6 separate regions of the Mus musculus genome follow, and all the other regions are linked to region 4. Evidence: chromatin contacts called from public HiChIP or PLAC-seq and promoter capture Hi-C data. All regions are on one chromosome and are shown on one strand. Each heading gives the region's core, a stretch centred on a gene start, on an enhancer-like site or on the middle of the called end of the contact. The rest is flanking DNA. Distances are from core to core; before and after follow the strand shown. Region 1 holds the start of Rhof (ras homolog family member F (in filopodia)). Region 2 holds the start of Psmd9 (proteasome (prosome, macropain) 26S subunit, non-ATPase, 9). Region 3 holds the start of Kdm2b (lysine (K)-specific demethylase 2B). Region 4 holds the start of Hip1r (huntingtin interacting protein 1 related). Region 5 holds the start of Mlxip (MLX interacting protein). Region 6 holds the start of Tmem120b (transmembrane protein 120B).

Region 1 (2,752 bases), core at 178-2,677, 840 kb after region 4:
CCCCCCTTCAGCCAGCACTTAGGCCCTCCCTGATTTAGCCCGTTACCTTGACAACCACTTGGGCCTGTCTCCCTCATCACCACTGAAAACCTGAAGGTGGTTTTCCAGCTGCGGTACATTTGCCCAAGTTGGGCACCCCTCCAGCTTCTATTGGCTCGCCCTCTATACAGCTGTACCCAATATAACAAACACAACCTTCCTGGCCCCTCAGCTGTAGTCTCGAAATTGATCTCACTGGTCCCGGGAACTCCGTCAATACTGCCTCCTCTAGACTGAGCTCCTCACAGGCAGGAACATGGTTGTTTCTCAATAAACAAGTTGCAAAAAAAGGAATGAGTGAGTTGCTGAACATTTGTCTATGGGCGGTTGATCCAGTGACAAGAGGGGCTTCTCCCTAACAGCTGGAGATTGGTTCAGGTTTCCACCCACCCTGTTGTCTTTGCGTTTTCACGGGCGGTCGCTGCTGTCCTCTGGTGGTGGAGCCGTGTATTGCGTCTCCTGGCGCAATGGGGGAGGAGGCGGGGAAACAAGGAGTGAGGTTGGTAGTTACTCCACAGAGTAAAATTTTCTTGATGTTTGCTGAGAACTTGAAAATCAAGACTCCCCATTGTGAGGCCCAGGACAAGAGCTTTGCCAACACTGCTTTGAAGAAATGAACTCCTCTAGTAGAATTATATTCACCCTCAGGATCTGCCTACTGCTGGCAGTCTCCTGGGGTCCTACCGCTTGACCACTGGCCTGATTTTGGAGGTGGACTCGCGGCACACAGTAACAGGAAAAGCATGGGTCGCAGTGATATGAGCCAGCTGTACTGCTAGTAGTTCTGGGAGTACTAGCAATTTGAATGGGGATGAGAGTGGAGCTCCTGGGGTGAAAGACCGGACACCAGAACACTTATTGGTAGCGACAAGGATTATCCGTTTCCAAAGTTTACGGAAGGTCCAGATATTCTCAACTAGGGCTCTCGGCTTGTCACATTTGCGACTTGTCATGTTTGGGGTCGCCCTTCCGAGCCGAGTATCTTGAGTCCGCCCTGAAAACAGGCTGCTGACGGAAGGCATTCGCCGGCAGGGGGCGCCATGGCTCCACAGTACGGGCCAACGGAATGGGTGGGCAGGGTAGGTGGGCAGAATTCCTGCATTTGCACACCGGCTAAGGCCAGGGTCAGACTATGTGGACACACACAACCCACCTTTTGGCATCTTCTCCGAACGACCGCGGCTACAACCTGTGGGAAGATAAGCTGTAGCAGCAAGGGCTGGATGCGAACCCGGGTGCTAGGATACAGCCCGCCAATCAACGTTTTCTCTGTGGGGGTGGGACCGGCCAATCAAAGGGTCCTTGCTAGAAGGCGGAGCTTGCCAACTAAAGGCTGTCTCTGTGAAGAGGCAGAAACCACGAATCTACTAAGCAGGGGGTGGGGGTGCACTGCGCTTGCGGTTCAGCATCCATTTCTTCAGGTTCTTCATTTCCCCTGGGACTGCAAGACAAATACCCGGGGTCCCCGGACCATAGCCGAGGAGAATTAAGACAGGGTGGTGAACCTGGGAGGCTGCCTGGCAGAGGTGGCGCCAGCTGCCCGTGGGTGGAGCCTCGTAGCCCTGCCCTGTAACCCCGCCCCTGCCCTGTCGCTCTACTGGGCTCTAGCCAGCGCGCAGCATCCAGCGCTGCGGGCTCCGGGCTATGGACGCCCCGGGTGCTCCGGCCCCAGCCGCCGCCCCCAGCTCGGCGAGGAAGGAGCTGAAGATAGTGATCGTAGGTGACGGCGGCTGCGGCAAGACGTCCCTGCTAATGGTGTACTGCCAAGGCTCATTTCCCGAGGTAAGGCCCGCTTGGTGGCAGGAGGGGTGAGGATGGGCTTGGGACCGCAGGGAACAAGGGCTTTACCCCAACCTGGACCCAGGCCCCAAGCCTGGACCATGGAGTCTCAGCTGTCTCCTCCAGGCAGCCCTTTGAGAATTCCTGAGCCCAGTGGTTTGCCAGGTTCGAGCTGGTTGGAGTGAGGGTGTTAGACAGTCGTGGGGGGAGGGATATGTCTGGGATGGTTAGCTCACCTTTGCACCCCTTAAAAGATCAACCCGACCCCCCCCCTCTCTCGCAGCACTACGCCCCGTCGGTGTTTGAGAAGTACACGGCTAGTGTGACAGTGGGTAACAAGGAGGTGACCCTGAACCTCTACGACACGGCTGGTGAGTGCACCAGAGCACACAGGCTCCCTGTGGTCATTCCCAAGGTTTCCCCTGCCTTCTGGGGCATTTCCTTCATGACACCCTAACAGGCCAGGTCCCTGCAGGATGCTGGCTGGCTGGGAGGCTCTGGAAGCCAAAAGGACCCTGGCCATCTCAGCTTTAAGTGGAGGTGATAGATTGAGGTGAACTCTGGACCCCCTTCCCCAGCATCCCCCACCCCCCAGCGCTAAGTACCATTCGTTCCCTAGCTATGTTCCTCTCCTGTGGTTCTAGGAAACGTGGGCTGTACTTCTACCTCCCAGGGCTGCAGAATTCGTTCCTTACTGTGTGTGGTCTTTGCTTTGAGTCCCCTGGGGGCTTGGATTCCAATTAGCTGTGTTCCCCAGCCCTATAATTTTAGTTTAGTGAGATCTGGATCAGGGCTGTGACTCCTGGATGCTGCGTATGGCTGGGCAGGTCTATGTGTTGGGACCCCCGAGGTCCTGTGTGAATGTATCTCTCTTCCTGTGCCCCTGGATTCTGGGATCCTAGAGCTCCAGTCTATTCTGTGGTTTCTTGGTCTT
Region 2 (2,700 bases), core at 33-2,532, 750 kb after region 4:
ACAGTTTCCTGGCACAGCACACATACAAGATAGTACCTTTCAGGCACATGGTCAGCACCTACCTGGCCTGTAGAACCTCTATATGACACCGTCATCTGGCACCCATCACCCAGATGTCATTGTGCCCAGCAATGAGTGTGATTTAGCCTCCCCTTCCTCTATACACTGACTTGGGGTTTTATGAAAAATATATCTGCTTAGGAGGTAAACAGATCACAGAGCCAACCATTCCCCCTTCCTAACTGGGCAAGCATTGGCTCCACTCTGGCCCTGTTTCCCCTTTTACAGTAAAGACAATGTGCTTAATCTGGCTCCACTTAAAAGAGCAATTAGCAGAGGTGAGGGTTTTCTTAAAATCCAGAGTCTTTTCCCTATCCCAATTAGAGTCTGCATTTCATTTTTACTTTTCTTTTTTGTTTTTTTTTTTTTTTTTTTTTTTTGGTTTTTTTTTGAGACAAGGTCTAATATAACCCAGGACAGCCTCGAGCTTACTATGTAGGCAAGAATAACCCTCAAGTCCTGATCCCCCTGCCTCCACTCTCTAAACGCTGGGCTTAAATAGGGATGCCTCCCCTGGCTACAACGTGCATTTTAACAAGATGCCCAATTAATTCTCCCAGTTGACATTTATAAAGTCCTAAAGAAAAGCGGGTGGCGAGGCCAAACCTGGTAATGTCACCTACAGAAAGTGACAGTAGCGATTATCACTATGCCTCAGCAAATAGTCTATCCTTGCGACCGAGGCAGTTTCACTAAGGCCTATATCATGGTTGCACAGGCCCGCGATTCCCGCACTCAGAAAGATGAAGCAGGAGGATCACGAGTTCGAAGCCAGCTTAGGGGCTGCGTTAAAAACAAACAAACAAAAAACTTTAAAATGCAAAGTTAATGCTTCCGAAAATGAAAATTAATCCCACGTAAAGAAAAAATGCTTAAAGGGGCGTGTGGCACGCAGCAAAGACCCCCTCTAGGACACTGCTTGGCAGCGACCCCGAGCCTCGTCCGCAGGCCTCCCCGCCACACTCACGCTCTCCAGGACGTCGTAATTAGCCTTGATCTCCGCCTCGATCTCCTCCTTGCGTCGCATCAGATCCTGGATGTCGCTGACCGCGGCCGCACGGGCCTCGGAGGACTCTGCCCGGTGCGGAACGTCTTCACCCGACATCGCGGACCTCAAGCTAGAGTTCTGGGTTTCCCGGCTACGGACGCCAGCCGAGGCTGAGGCTACGGGTCCTCCCCGGGGCCAAAACAGCTCAGCCAACGCGCAAGTACGGAAACAGATGAAGGGTGGAGCTTGGAAGTGGGCGGGGTCACCGGCTAGATAGACCACGTGGTTTTCAGATGACCCGGTAGAGATAAATAGGCCCATAGAGGACATAGGTATTTACTCCCACTTTATCCTGACTCATTTCCACTTTTCTTGTTCATTCCTTTCTTTTTCATTCTGTCCCCGTCCCTCCATCCGTCCGTTTCCCCACCCCCCCACCCCACCCCGTTTTTCAAGACAGGGTTTCTCTGTGTATCCCTGGCTGTCCTGGAACTCACTCTGTAGACCAGGCTGGCCTCAAACTCAGAAATCCTCCTGCCTCTGCTCCCAAGTGCTGGGATTAAAGCCACCACATCTGGCTTACACTTTTTTTCATTCACTCATCTGAAGGCTGAGTAAACTGGATACCAGCTGTATAAATGTAAGAGGATCCAGTCTTGCCAACCTTGACACTTCAGTTCTTAACATCTACGAAGCCCCTGAGTGTTTGAAAGAGGCTTTCAAGCGATTTGTTTTTTGTTTTCTGTTTCTTTTCTTTTTCTTTTTCCAGACAAGATTTACTGCATCTCAGGCAGGCCTCTAACTCATTGTGTAGATGAAGGCGACCTTGAAGCTCTCCCCAAGTTTTTAGAATATTCTATTTCTTATTGTCATGATCACAGACACCCTCTAACCCCCCACTCCCATTCTATCCATTTCGCACCTCCCTCAACCTATCCTCATCAAAACTTCAAGACCTTTTTTTTTTTCCTTCTTTATAACCTAGTGTGCCCAGTGCCTTTGAGCATCTGATACTCCATCTGCTCCCTCCACAGGCAGGGATTACAGGCATGTACCACCAGGTATGGTTTATGAAATATTGGGGATCAGGAACACTCTACCAACTCAGCTATATCCCCAGCCACTTTCGGGCTGGGGATCCTCATGGTACAACCTATGTTCAAAGTTGGACCATTAACACCGACTATATATATTCCATGTGACCTTAAATAATTTCACCTTCTGCTCTCTGACCTTATTGTGTGACACTAACAGTAATATCTCTCGCTCTTTTTTTTCATTTTTATTTACTAATTTATTCCCTTTGGATCCTGATCAGAGTACACACACCCTAGCAACGTGTCTCTTAAGGGTGTCCAAGTATTTATTGACTTTCACCTCTGTCACGAGGTGCTGGTGTAACAGGCCCCCAGACCTTAGTACAACCGACTCCATAAAGAAAGTACCACTCAGGCTGGAAAACACAGCACACAGACAGCACCACCTGCCAAAACTAAAACAAAGCCGGAAGCCATCCAAGTCCACAGCTGTGGGAAAGTCTCTCCATGCACGAACCTTGCTTTTTGGCTTCAGTGGTTGTGCTCCTGGCTAATTGCTCTTGTGAACTAAGGTATATCACCCCAGGACCCGGTTTTTGTGCTCAAAAAGCTTAC
Region 3 (2,700 bases), core at 112-2,611, 980 kb after region 4:
AAATGACCTGCTTTAGCTTGTACGCCAAGCTAGCGTCACCTGGGAGGTCTCTCAGAACATCCTTGTGATGCTGTCATTAGGCCCTTGCAAGAAAGGAAGAGGCCCGGAGGGAAACAAAGTTTAGGGCCAGCATTTCTCTCAACTTAAAGGAATTCCAGGACCACTGAGGGTCAGTCAATTCTGGAAGCAGTCACAAGCACTACTTAAAAGACGGAGGAACATTGGGGATCTGCTACTCCAGGAATATTCACAAAGGCTGCCCCCCTTCTCCGCTGAGAAACAATATGGATCAATCAAGGTTGCTGTACCCCAGAAAGCCACAAACAACCACCACTTTTCTCTTAAACTGCCACACGAGAGAGGCTTACCTTTTGCCTGCCTGCATTAGAGACGCTGAATCCGATTCTCTATTCCCTCCTGTGTATCGATTTATCTCTTCTCAGCGAGTGTAGAGACTTTTTTTCCTTTCTCTTTAAAAGCCCAACTTCTATTTCAGGGCTGTACTACCGAGGCTATCCGAATGAATGAACCAAAGGCTTTCTTCCGGTCAGCTGCAGTCTGAAAAGGCTGTGGACTGGCTGTATTTCCTGTACCTGTGCGTGTGTCTCCATATTATTATTTCAGCCCCGGGAGTTTAAAAGTTATGCAGTCTGTACAGATACAGTGCTGAGGTAATTTCTTTCTGAGCCCCTCAGATGCCTCCTCCATATGGCAGGTTCGCAAATGGATAAGGGTCTGGACAGGCTGGCCCCTCCCCCCAGGCATGCAGTAGAAAAGCAAAACAGAAAAAGAAATCACACATACAAAATACTTTGAATTTAGGTCGCCAGCATAGGTAATGAGGAAAGGTGGGTGAAGGAAGAGAGGGACAGCCCTGCGTAACCCAAGCAAGAGGGGGCAGGGGCAGAGGTGGGGGGTCGTTTTGGGGGGTGCCAGGCCCCGGGGGCTTTCACGCCAGCAGGCTTGGCTAGCATTTCCGCGCCTCCCGCTGAGGCCATCCGTGCAAATCTGCACCTCCCTCCCCACCCCCTCCTCTCTTTCCCTCCCTCCCTGCCCCGCCATCTCTGGGATGCGCCCGCCGCCTGCAACTCAGCCCTCCAAAAGTCAGCTCCCGGGCGGCGGCGGCGCCTGCGTGCAGAGGCGCACTCGTGACCCAACAACAAAACAGCGATGCCAAGGCGCTAACAGCGCCCGGTGCGTCCCAGGCTCCCTTCTGGCCCCACACCTCCTACGGCTGCGGTCCCCGACACCCCCAACCCGAGCCCCCCCTTTCCCCAACTAGCCTAGCCGCAAGCTCCGAGCGCGATCGGCAACAATGTTTACGTTCCGGGGATTATGACGTCGACGCCTCCCCCCCCACAACTGCTGAAAATGGTTTCCTAGGACTTTGCAAACGGATCTGCTTAAGTGTTGGTGCAAAACTTTGTAGATATCGGCTCTGGCTTGCTCTATTTATTTATTTTTTTGCTTTCTTTTCTTTGGTCTTCCCTCCTTTCCCCCTCCGCCAAAATGCAGGGGGCAGGAGTGTTGACAATTAATTGGTGAACTCTCCTAAAAAAATGGAGGCAGAGAAAGACTCTGGAAGAAGATTGGTGTGTAGCTTTTTTTTTCTCCCCCAAATCTGTATCTGGTATATGATCGATTTATCTATCTATTTATTTTTTTGGTTGTTTCTTGCTGCCTTTTCTTTCCTTTTCTGTATTTTGCAAGAGGACCGGAAAAAAATAATAAATTGCATGCAAAAGGAAGCAAGCAGCTTACTCCTCCAGTCTCTTGTGAGGCTCAGGGTCTCAGACACTTAAGTGGGGAGGAGGCAACGCCGAAAGGCGTGGAAGGGACTGAGCGGGCTCGGGGTTCGCCTGGGATCTGGGGGGCTGCGGGGCTCGGTGCTGAGCGGCGGAGGGAGGAGGAAGAAGGATGCGGGGAGTGGTGGGGGAGTCTCCTTAGGAAGTGAGTGTGCGCGCGCGCTCGTGGGGAGATGAGGCAGCTGCTGGTGCGTTTTGGGGTCTCTGATAGAAGCTTTGTGGTGGGCTGGCTGCCTCTCTCCCCCCACATTCTTAACCTCCTCCCCTCCCCTCCTCTTCTTGCACTAGCGGTCGGTCGGCGGGGGCCGTTAGGGTCTCAACCCTTCCGTTTCAGCTTTCCAGCTTTTCTGTAGCTCGGGAGCAGCTCCAGCCTTAGTAATGCCGCCGGCCCTGGGTTCCGGCTTCCCGGGTTGGCCGCCGTGGCCGCCAGGGCTGCTGTTACCGCGGAGCCGGTTGCTGCAGCGGCTTCTCTCGGGGCCTACATCTGCCCCGCCAGCTCATACCCGGAGCCCCCTTCAGGGGTTACATAACCAGGCTCCCAGTCGAGTGGGCAAAGCTTAGCACATCACTTGGCGTGGGGGCAGAGGAAAGCCCCCAAATACCATTTCCATAGCTTCCAAAGATGCAAGAAGGGATTGCTTCGTTTAAGGGCAGTCGGGCCTTGGGGGTGTGAGCCCCTTTTTCTGCTTTCCAGCATCTTTGGCATTTGCGCAAAGTTGCTCAGATTGCAATGCTGGGGTGCAGTGGGCGCGCGACTCTTGCACCTGTTCTTGGTGGGCCCAGGGTGAGAGGAGACCCCCCCAAGTCCTCTCAGTAATGTCCGGGGTTCTCTGGTTGGGTCCCCGCAGCGTGCGATTGACCGCCAGAGATACGACGAGAACGAAGACTTGTCGGA
Region 4 (2,700 bases), core at 18-2,517:
CATCATAAGCACAAAGGTGAGAGGCCTCCCGTTTTGTTATTTCAAAACTGAAAGCTAGTGGAGACTGCTTGTGCTAACTTGTTTTGAAAGCAACCACAGAGAGTCCTTGCTCTCTGCTCTGACCAAGGGGGAAGGAACTCGCCAGTGGGGCACCCACAAATGCAAATGTCACCAACCTGCTTCAGATACAGGTGGGAGGAGTCTTTGGCTTCCTTTATTGCTAAAGCTTAAAAAAAAAAAAAAGCAGCCATTTCGGTCTGGGCTGACTTCGTAGTCAAATAAGTAGTGACACCCCTCCGCGCCCCGCACCCCCCCCCCCCCGCCAACCTCCATGAGTCCACCCAAGACTTAATTAAGAACAGGGCAGAGTTTGTAAAACAAAAAGGAGGGAAGCAGACGTGTTGGTGGTGGTCGTCTGGAAGCAGGAGGATGAGGATTTTTAAGGCTAGCGTGGGCTACATGAGACCCTGTCTTAAAAAAAAAAAAAAAAAAAAAAACCCAAAACCAAAGCAACACCTGCACAGTGGGTCCCCAGAAGCCATGCATGAATGAATGCGCATCAGGGCCATTATTCAATTTTCCACGCCACCTTCTCGGGTCGGGCCCTCTCCTGGGAGAGCGGCGCGTGGGAGCGCAGGAAAGGAGCCTGGGAAGTTTCCGTCTGTCAGGCGCCGGTGTTTAACGAGGGGGTGGCAGCCTATTTATAAGTGGGCCCCCGCGCGGGCAAACAAGTCTGGCGACCTACGTGAAACTTTTCACCCGAGCAGATAATAAGATACTGTGCGGCCGTGCGAACAGCTCGGCAGCGAGGGAAGCCGGGAGCTTCCCTGGAAAGGCGGCGGCGAGCAGAGGGCGCTCCGGGCCCCGCGCGGCCGTGCGCACCTGGGCCGCGTCCGCATCCCGGAGCCCAGCCCCGCTGTCGCGCGGCTTCCGGTCACCTGCGCCGCCCGGGGCCGCGGAGCCCGCAACCGTCCGCGCAGGGCCGAGCGCACCGAGGGCCGCCGCCGCCACCGCCCGCCCAGCCCGTGCCCGCGCTCGCCTGCGTCTTGTCGAACTGCTCGCGCTCGGCCTCTAGGCTGTGGCCCGGCCTGCGGCTCAGCACCCGCGCCGGCACATTCTTGATGCTGTTCATGCTGCCGCCGACCGTGTCCCGGCCCGGCTCCGCGCGAATGAGGCGTCACCGCCCGCCTCAAGCCTAGGCACACGGAGGCCGCGCGCCGCGCCGCACGGGGAGGAGCCGCAGCCCCTCCCGCCAGTCACTCCGGTTGTCCAACCGACGCCCCGCCCTCCCCGGCTCCGAACGCTCCGCCCCCCGCCCCCGCCGGGTCCCCGGGACTCCTGGCGTGCCCCGCCCACTGCATCCCTTGATCAACCCTAGGATGCCTAGTAGCCACCACTGTGGTCCCTTAGGACTCCCAGGACACCCTGCCATGCAACCCTCTGTCACCCAGTACGCCCTGCCCTGCACCCTTCCAGTCCCCGGGGACGCCCCATCCGGCACCCCTTCTGGTCCCCCGGGACTCCTTGAACCCCAAGACTCTGCATCCGCTTCGTTCCCGCGGGACTTCCTGGGAGTGTCCCTTGCACACCTGTCCTTGTCTCCTTGCACAATTCTAGCTCTCCAGGATTCCCCAACACACCAGTTCCCTAATTCTGACAGATCAGATGCAAGGACAAATACCCACTTAGCTTGGCTACATACCTTCTTACCATCTCCCCAAAGAAAGGAAAAATCACGTTGGGTCTTTCTCTACACCTGTAGGGGGAAAACTGGAACAAATAAGAGTCTTGTCTCCTTGAGTCTGGTCAGTAGCCACGCTGCAGGTTTCTTTGGTTTTTTTGTTGGGAGCCCAGCCATCTCTTCAAGTCTTTGCTTTTTGAGATGAAGTATCAACTCCCTGAGATAGGAAATGCTGTCATGAGTTAGACACCTGACCGTCTGTCTCCTAGGTCAGGTGACGCTCTCTGAGGACCCAGACGGACCCTTTCTTTCCCATTGCTCATTCCTTACTGTGTTGACATCCACTCAACATTTCAGAGTTGGACAAGGCTGTCTTTGCCACTAAGAGATTAGCCGTGCTTTATCTAATACCAATCAATGAAAAGCTCCTTTGCCAAAATATGAGGAGTAACAACAACAGCCGATACTTAAAACCTATTTGCCAGGTATGGGGCTAAACCCCTTATACCTATTATCTTGTCCCTAATCCTCAGCAAGTCACTAAATAGCCATGGTCAAAAAAAAAAAAAAAAACACACAACACAACAGATGAGCCGATTTGTTCTGTGCCAGCTGTTTCTCGGACTCTTTTTCTCACACGGGACAAAAACCAGTTATCCTGTGATTTCCATACAAAAGACCAGCCCCCACTGGGTATAGAACATCTACTACAGTGGCCTGTCATTATCAAAAGTTCCCATTCTTTTTCGTCAATAGAGGCTATTACTGCGCTGGGCGTGGTGTTCAGGCATCCAGTCAGCAGGACCCCATTCAATCTTAAAGTTTTGGTGGTATTTTTGCAGACCAAGAAAAAAAAAGGGGAAGGGCTTCGAGCCTAGGTTCACACTGTTGCAAAATGATGCCTTCAGGATATGGTCTCAGATCGGCCAGGTTTCCAGACAAGCACACTTGTAATGATACTGGAGTCCCTATGGCTATTACAATGTATCTGCGGGTGAGGTTTTGAGTAGCTGAAGGTC
Region 5 (2,700 bases), core at 11-2,510, 580 kb after region 4:
TTCCAACTTCCCAGGAAAATAAACTCCACAAGTCCACTGTGTGCAAAGGGTCCTGCCTCAGAATTTCCCTGTAAAGGAGATGTAAGAGAACCCAGGCTCCAGATGCATGGACAATCAGGAAAAGTAACTCACATTTAAGCAGCACCTAAAAACCCACTCGGCCTATCTCAACCCTTCCCTGAAGCAGCCCCCTAGAGGTCAACACTACTGTCACCCCCCACCCCGCCCCCCTTTATAGACAAGGAAACAGGCTCCAAGGCGTTACACAATCATTAAGATAGTGCAGCCAGCGCCCTAGCCACCCTGGACAGGTGATCTTAACCGTTGGGTGTTGCTGTAAACACACAAAGCAATAGAAGGAAGGGGTCCACAGAGCCAAAAGAAAAGGAGGAAAACAACAACACACAGCCTGTAGCTACACCTAACTCTTGTCTAAAACCGGTGACCACGGGCATTGGAGGAGGGGAGGGCCTGGATGGGGAACACGAAGCCGGAAGAACCCAGGAACGACCGGCTGACAGGGCTACAAGGCCGGAACCCTGGCGCCTCTCTCCATGGTGGAGACCCCAGACTCACAAATCGTCCTAGAAGGAATTTCCAAAGGGACAGTGTGAAGCCAAAGGTCCAAGCTGGGTTTTTGTTCAAGAGAGACCGGGGTGAAGATGGGGCTCGGCCAGGTCTGGGAGTCGGGTGGGGGCGTCACCGGGTCCCCTACCTGTAGGCCAGGGTCATGCACTCGAAGAGCTTGGTGAGCGACGCATCGATGGACAAGTGGCAGGAGCTGGTCTTGCCGAAGCTATAGGTCTGGCACGTCTGCTTGTTGACCGTGTCGAAATCATAGCCCTTCTTGGGCGGGTGCTCGCGGTGCGGAGAGGACACCATGAAGTGGCCGCTGTGGATGATCTGCTGTCGGCGCGGAGGCTCCTCGCGGCCCGGGCCGGCCCGAGGCGGCAGCGGCGCGGCGCTCGCGTGGGCCCGGGCTGAAGTGGCCACGCCGGAGGGGGGCGGCGGAGACGGCTCGTCTGTGTCCGAGTCGTCGTCGTCCTCGGGCACCTGAGGCTTGAGCAGCACCGAACGGCCCCGACTGCGGGGCCGGCGCGGCGAACACATGAAAACGTCGGCAGCCATGAGGAGAACCTGGTCCGGGGCATCCCCCGGGAGCCGGGGCGACGTAAAGCGGAGAAGCACGGGGAACGGAGGGGGCCGCCGGCCCGACCCGGCCCGGCCCTCGCGCAGACTGCCCGGGAACGCGCGGCCTGAGGGGGAGGGCGCGGGCCTCCTCGTAACGTCACTGTCGTCTTGGCCAATCGGATGCTCGCCTCTGCCTCTTAAAGGTGCAGGAGGAAGCTTTTCTTCTCCGGGCGGACAAAAAAAAAAAAAAGCCGGAGGCCACGCCTCCACGCCCGGCCCCTGGCTGTCCTCTTTCCCCTCCGGCTGGCCCTGGAGTAGAGAGACGAGAAAGCCAGGCCGCGCCTCTCGGGGAGCCTGGGCTCAGGGCGGCATTGGCTGTCTGTTCAACTAGTCTGGCTCCAGCCCCTGCCCCGCCTCCGCCACGCCCGGAGCTTGGGAATAGCCCTGCGGCCTCACTGCGGGCAAGGAGGGCACTCCACGTGGTGGGTAGGGGTGGAGCTCCTTCCCCCACATTAGGCCAGCTTTCTCCCTCCATACCCGGAACTGAGTCCTCAAAAGCCTTCCTGATTTTGTCTACCGTCCCCATTTTGTTGATGAGAAGATTGAGTTACCTACACTCTAAGGGGTGTGCCTAAGGTTCCAACAAGACCCAAGAGCAAGGCTCACAGAATCATCACATCCTTAGGGGCAGAAACTGACTCTCCCGGGTTAAGGCATGGCTCCTGGGCATCACCGCTCTTAAACAGTAGTAGAGTTCTGCAGGAGCCTAGCTGTCTGCCTCCAGACCCAACAACTTCAGCCACAAATCAAAATACTGTCGCTATTGTTTGGAAGTTTGGCCCAGAAGCCAAATTCCAAAGGGGAAGTTTGGAGCCTAGTTGTCTTTACTGCAATTCCTAGGTCTCAGAAAGTTGTGTCAACCTAAAAATAGCAATGAGCCAGTCATGGTAACACATGCGCGTGCCTGCAATCCTAACAGGAGGGGAGCAGAGGTGGGAGGATCAGAAGTTCCCCAAATTCTAGGTTAGTTTGAACTGCATGATACCCTGTCTCAAAGACACTTTTATTTTATTTTATATTTTAGGAAATCCAGTGAGATGGTTCAGTAGGTAAATAAAAGCACTTGCTGTTAAGTCTGACCTTCATTCCAACCCGTGGGACCCACAAGATAGAAGACTCCCAACAACTTAATCTCTGACCACCCCAACCCCACTGTGGCATCTGCGCTTCTCACGATAAATAAAGGTAAAAATAAATAAATAAAAGATTTTGTTTGGAGACAGAATCTCTACATGTAGTCCTTATGTAGACAAGGCTGGCCTTGTAACCACCACGAGAGATTATAAGAGGGGAAAAGATCAGGGTGTCTTCTGTATATGACAAGGAAGCTACACCTGTGAAATCTCCATGGTCTAAACAAGAACTACAAAATTGCAGCACCAGTTGACATCCCAAGATGGATGGGGGAAATCTCACAAGACCCCCTCTTAAATGGAGTTCAGGCAACTAATGATGCGGGGGGGAGAGAGAGAAAGAGTTATTCTCCAGGGAGAAGATGGGTTTTCCAAC
Region 6 (2,700 bases), core at 17-2,516, 900 kb after region 4:
GTCTCTTAAGTCTCTGCCCATGCCGATCTGCTGCTCAGGTTCACCGGCATCCTTCTGTAACATCGGCAGCCTCACTTTACAAAGACCCATCACAGACCTCCCTTGACAGCATTCTCCTCTGGACATTGCAGGAGGTCAGCCCAACTGAGAACGCTACAGGGACAAGGGGAATGACAAAGTAACCATTGAGAGGAGGAGAGAGTGAATGCGAGGAAGCCATGTGTTGTTCCTCTTGGCCGTCCCCAAGGTTTCCTGAGTCTCTAGTCCCCAGAGCATATAGCTGAGGCCTCTCTGGACCCTCCTGATAGGACCGGGTGGCGATGCTATCCTCTCAAGAGCCCAGCTCTTATACCAACCTTCAACACACCAGGTGGAACGCTCTGTGCCAAAACGGTGAGGGGTTGGGTGCAGCCCTCTATCACCGGGTGAGGCAGCCAGCTGTCAGAACTGACAGATGCCTGCCATCCACAATGGTAAACTCAGCTCGCAGCAGCCGATAAGCAGAACCACATCAGAGCTCCCAAAGTCAAGGCTATGACTGAGGGGTCTCTGAGACTTAAAAACTGCCTAAGGGGCCAAGATGAAAGCAGCCAAGCACAACTCTCAAACCGCAGTTGCAGCGAGGGCTGCCCAGCCAGCACAGAGCGTGTAGTAAGGAGTTGAACAGCCAACTGCAACTGGAGGGTTGGGGGGAAGATCCCTTGTGTGGGGGTTGGTCTGGTGTCCTTTGAGTATCACAGTTTCCTCGTGAACACACCTGGAACTTGCCTCGGGGGCCAGAGACGAACTTTCTGTAGCGAAGGGAGAGCGTGGAGCAAAGAGTGGATGAGAGGGCGCGAGAATGAGGGGCGCCCCAAGAGACTGAGGAGCCAAAGCGCTGCTACATAGGAAGGGGCTGCGCCAGGCCACCCACCAGCCCATCGGACGCACAGCCCGGGCCACCGTCTGGGTCCTATCGCCCCACCTCCGGGCTGGGATGGCTAGATAGGGAAGGCACAAGCACCGCAGGTAGCAAGAGTGGCGGGACCAGGTGGCCCGGTCCTACCTGCAGCTCCTGAAATTCTCCCTCCAGCTCGTGCCACTCGCGCTCGCAACGCTCCAGCTGGCCGGACATGGTGCAATGGTGCAAGGCGGCGGCGGCGGCGGCGACGAAACCCGCAGCGTGACCCGTCCGGCCACCAGCAGCCCACGCCCGCCCGCTCACTAGCCGCCTCCCGAGGCACCAGCTGTTCCTGCGCAGCCGGAGCCACGCGCGCACCTGACGTCACGGGCCCCGCCCCGGCGCCAGCCTCACCCCCTCGCCCGAGGGTGGGGCCCGCGCATGCGCATGGGCGATCCCCCGGGCTCTGGCCTCGTGGCGGGTGCAACTCTTCAGTCTTCTTTGGGTCTCTTCACTCCTCGTGTGTAGGTAGTAGGTTTCTCGTCGGAGTGGGTGGAGGGTTTATGTGTAAGCTGCATTTATGGCTTATGTTACTTAGATTATCTTTGTGGGAGAGTGAGGTGGAAATGATTTGGAGGAGGTAAAGGGAAAATTCATGTATTCCTTCACATTGCCTGACCTAGGCCAAAGCCAGTGCCCTGAAATGACAGCTTTGACAGTGACCGCGTAGTAAGGTCAAGGGCAGGATGGGAAAAATGCAGACTTGGCTCTGTCATCTCACGCTGGCGATGATATTTATTGCAACCAATACAGCCTAGATACATCCCTGTCCTCTAAGACACTGGGTGACTCTTGACAGCTGGTGCTGTCAGTCAAAAGCCACAACCACCAAGTTTATGGAATACAGTTGCCTCCCTTTCCGTGCCAAGTCCGAAAAGACCTGCACAAGCCTGGCTTTTCCAACCACACCTCCTATCTCCCTGCCCTAAATCCAGCTCTCCGGCCATTGTTTTTATCCTGACTTGACATTCCTCCCTCTGAATCATCATGCAGTGGCTTCTTGCTCACTCCTGGAACCTCATTCAAATGACACCTGCAGCTGGGTGTGATATTGCATACCAGCCTTGACAACGTAGTAAGACTTGTCTCAACAAACAAACAAACAAACAAACAAATAAAATATCAAATGATGCCTGTCGGGGCTGGAGGGAAAAACTTCAGTGGTTAAGGGTGTGTGTTCTGCAGTTTGGGTGGCACATGCCTTTCATTGAAGCACTCCAGGGCCAGAGGCAGATAGATCTCTGTGGGTTTGAGACCAGCCTGGTCTACATAGCTCAGGGCCAGCTCCACAGTAAGACCCTGTAAAATTAATTAAAATTAAAAGGACACCTGCATTAGTTTCACAGGGCTATGCTTAGCTACAAGTGGGTGGCCTAGACAATAGAAGTGCATTTATCTCACAGCGACCAACCTGAAACGAAAGTGTCATGACTCCTGAGACCCTGGGTAGGGCCTTGCCTTGCTACCTAGTAGCCATGACAGTGACTGTTGAGCCTACATACTCCATGGCTTTCATCTGCATTGCTCCATTCTCTCTGACCAGTAGTTACAGGGCCTCTCTGTGTGCCCTCTCTTATGAAGACACTGTGAATGAAAATCCCCAGAAGGGCTAGAGAGATGGGTCAGCCTCAGCGGTTAAGAGCACTGGCTGCTCTCCCAGAGATCCTGAGTTCAATTCCCAGCAGTCACATGAAAGAGCTAGAGAAAGTACCCAAGGAGCTGAAGGTGCTTGCAGCCCACTAGGAGGAACAACAATGTGA

Evidence for each region. Promoter capture Hi-C pulls out the DNA fragments that hold promoters and counts their contacts. HiChIP or PLAC-seq counts read pairs in DNA pulled down with a chosen protein or histone mark.
Region 1: a contact with region 4 is called in a FOXA1 HiChIP or PLAC-seq map of pancreatic cancer cells. The contact joins the promoter of Rhof here to the promoter of Hip1r in region 4. A contact is called at or near these places in 1 of 39 promoter capture datasets (pre-B cells), 1 of 484 Hi-C or Micro-C datasets (B cells) and 2 of 115 datasets of contacts at active chromatin or transcription factors (memory CD8 T cells and pancreatic cancer cells).
Region 2: a contact with region 4 is called in a promoter capture Hi-C map of pre-B cells, with 3 times the contacts expected there. The contact joins the promoter of Psmd9 here to the promoter of Hip1r in region 4. A contact is called at or near these places in 3 of 39 promoter capture datasets (hippocampal neurons, pre-B cells and stem cell-derived epiblast-like cells) and 1 of 9 other capture datasets (adipose tissue).
Region 3: a promoter capture Hi-C map of pre-B cells shows a contact between it and region 4, with 2.9 times the contacts expected there. The contact joins the promoter of Kdm2b here to the promoter of Hip1r in region 4. A contact is called at or near these places in 2 of 39 promoter capture datasets (liver and pre-B cells) and 1 of 115 datasets of contacts at active chromatin or transcription factors (double positive thymocytes).
Region 5: a contact with region 4 is called in a promoter capture Hi-C map of pre-B cells, with 2.7 times the contacts expected there. The contact joins the promoter of Mlxip here to the promoter of Hip1r in region 4. A contact is called at or near these places in 1 of 39 promoter capture datasets (pre-B cells) and 2 of 115 datasets of contacts at active chromatin or transcription factors (memory CD8 T cells and pancreatic cancer cells).
Region 6: a promoter capture Hi-C map of pre-B cells shows a contact between it and region 4, with 3 times the contacts expected there. The contact joins the promoter of Tmem120b here to the promoter of Hip1r in region 4. A contact is called at or near these places in 1 of 39 promoter capture datasets (pre-B cells) and 1 of 115 datasets of contacts at active chromatin or transcription factors (pancreatic cancer cells).

Annotation. Positions count from the first base shown.
Region 1 is chr5:123,131,304-123,134,055 of GRCm38.p6, reverse strand. It overlaps Rhof (ras homolog family member F (in filopodia)), which reads left to right and starts at 1,427. Exons shown (of 5, transcript NM_175092.3): 1 at 1,427-1,821; 2 at 2,102-2,189. The coding sequence starts at 1,684.
Region 2 is chr5:123,226,772-123,229,471 of GRCm38.p6, reverse strand. Psmd9 (proteasome (prosome, macropain) 26S subunit, non-ATPase, 9) reads right to left here and starts at 1,282. Exons shown (of 6, transcript NM_026000.2): 1 at 1,028-1,282. The coding sequence starts at 1,165.
Region 3 is chr5:122,987,760-122,990,459 of GRCm38.p6, reverse strand. Kdm2b (lysine (K)-specific demethylase 2B) reads left to right here and starts at 1,361. Exons shown (of 23, transcript NM_001003953.2): 1 at 1,361-1,592; 2 at 2,654-2,700. The coding sequence starts at 1,560. It overlaps A930024E05Rik (RIKEN cDNA A930024E05 gene), which reads right to left and starts at 1,106. Exons shown (of 3, transcript NR_045820.1): 1 at 369-1,106.
Region 4 is chr5:123,972,195-123,974,894 of GRCm38.p6, reverse strand. It overlaps Hip1r (huntingtin interacting protein 1 related), which reads right to left and starts at 1,267. Exons shown (of 32, transcript NM_145070.3): 1 at 1,040-1,267. The coding sequence starts at 1,132. It overlaps Gm46922 (a long non-coding RNA gene), which reads right to left and starts at 1,027. Exons shown (of 3, transcript XR_001784954.1): 1 at 517-1,027; 2 at 177-226.
Region 5 is chr5:123,393,358-123,396,057 of GRCm38.p6, reverse strand. It overlaps Mlxip (MLX interacting protein), which reads right to left and starts at 1,260. Exons shown (of 17, transcript NM_133917.3): 1 at 716-1,260. The coding sequence starts at 1,128.
Region 6 is chr5:123,074,841-123,077,540 of GRCm38.p6, reverse strand. It overlaps Tmem120b (transmembrane protein 120B), which reads right to left and starts at 1,266. Exons shown (of 12, transcript NM_001039723.2): 1 at 1,046-1,266. The coding sequence starts at 1,114.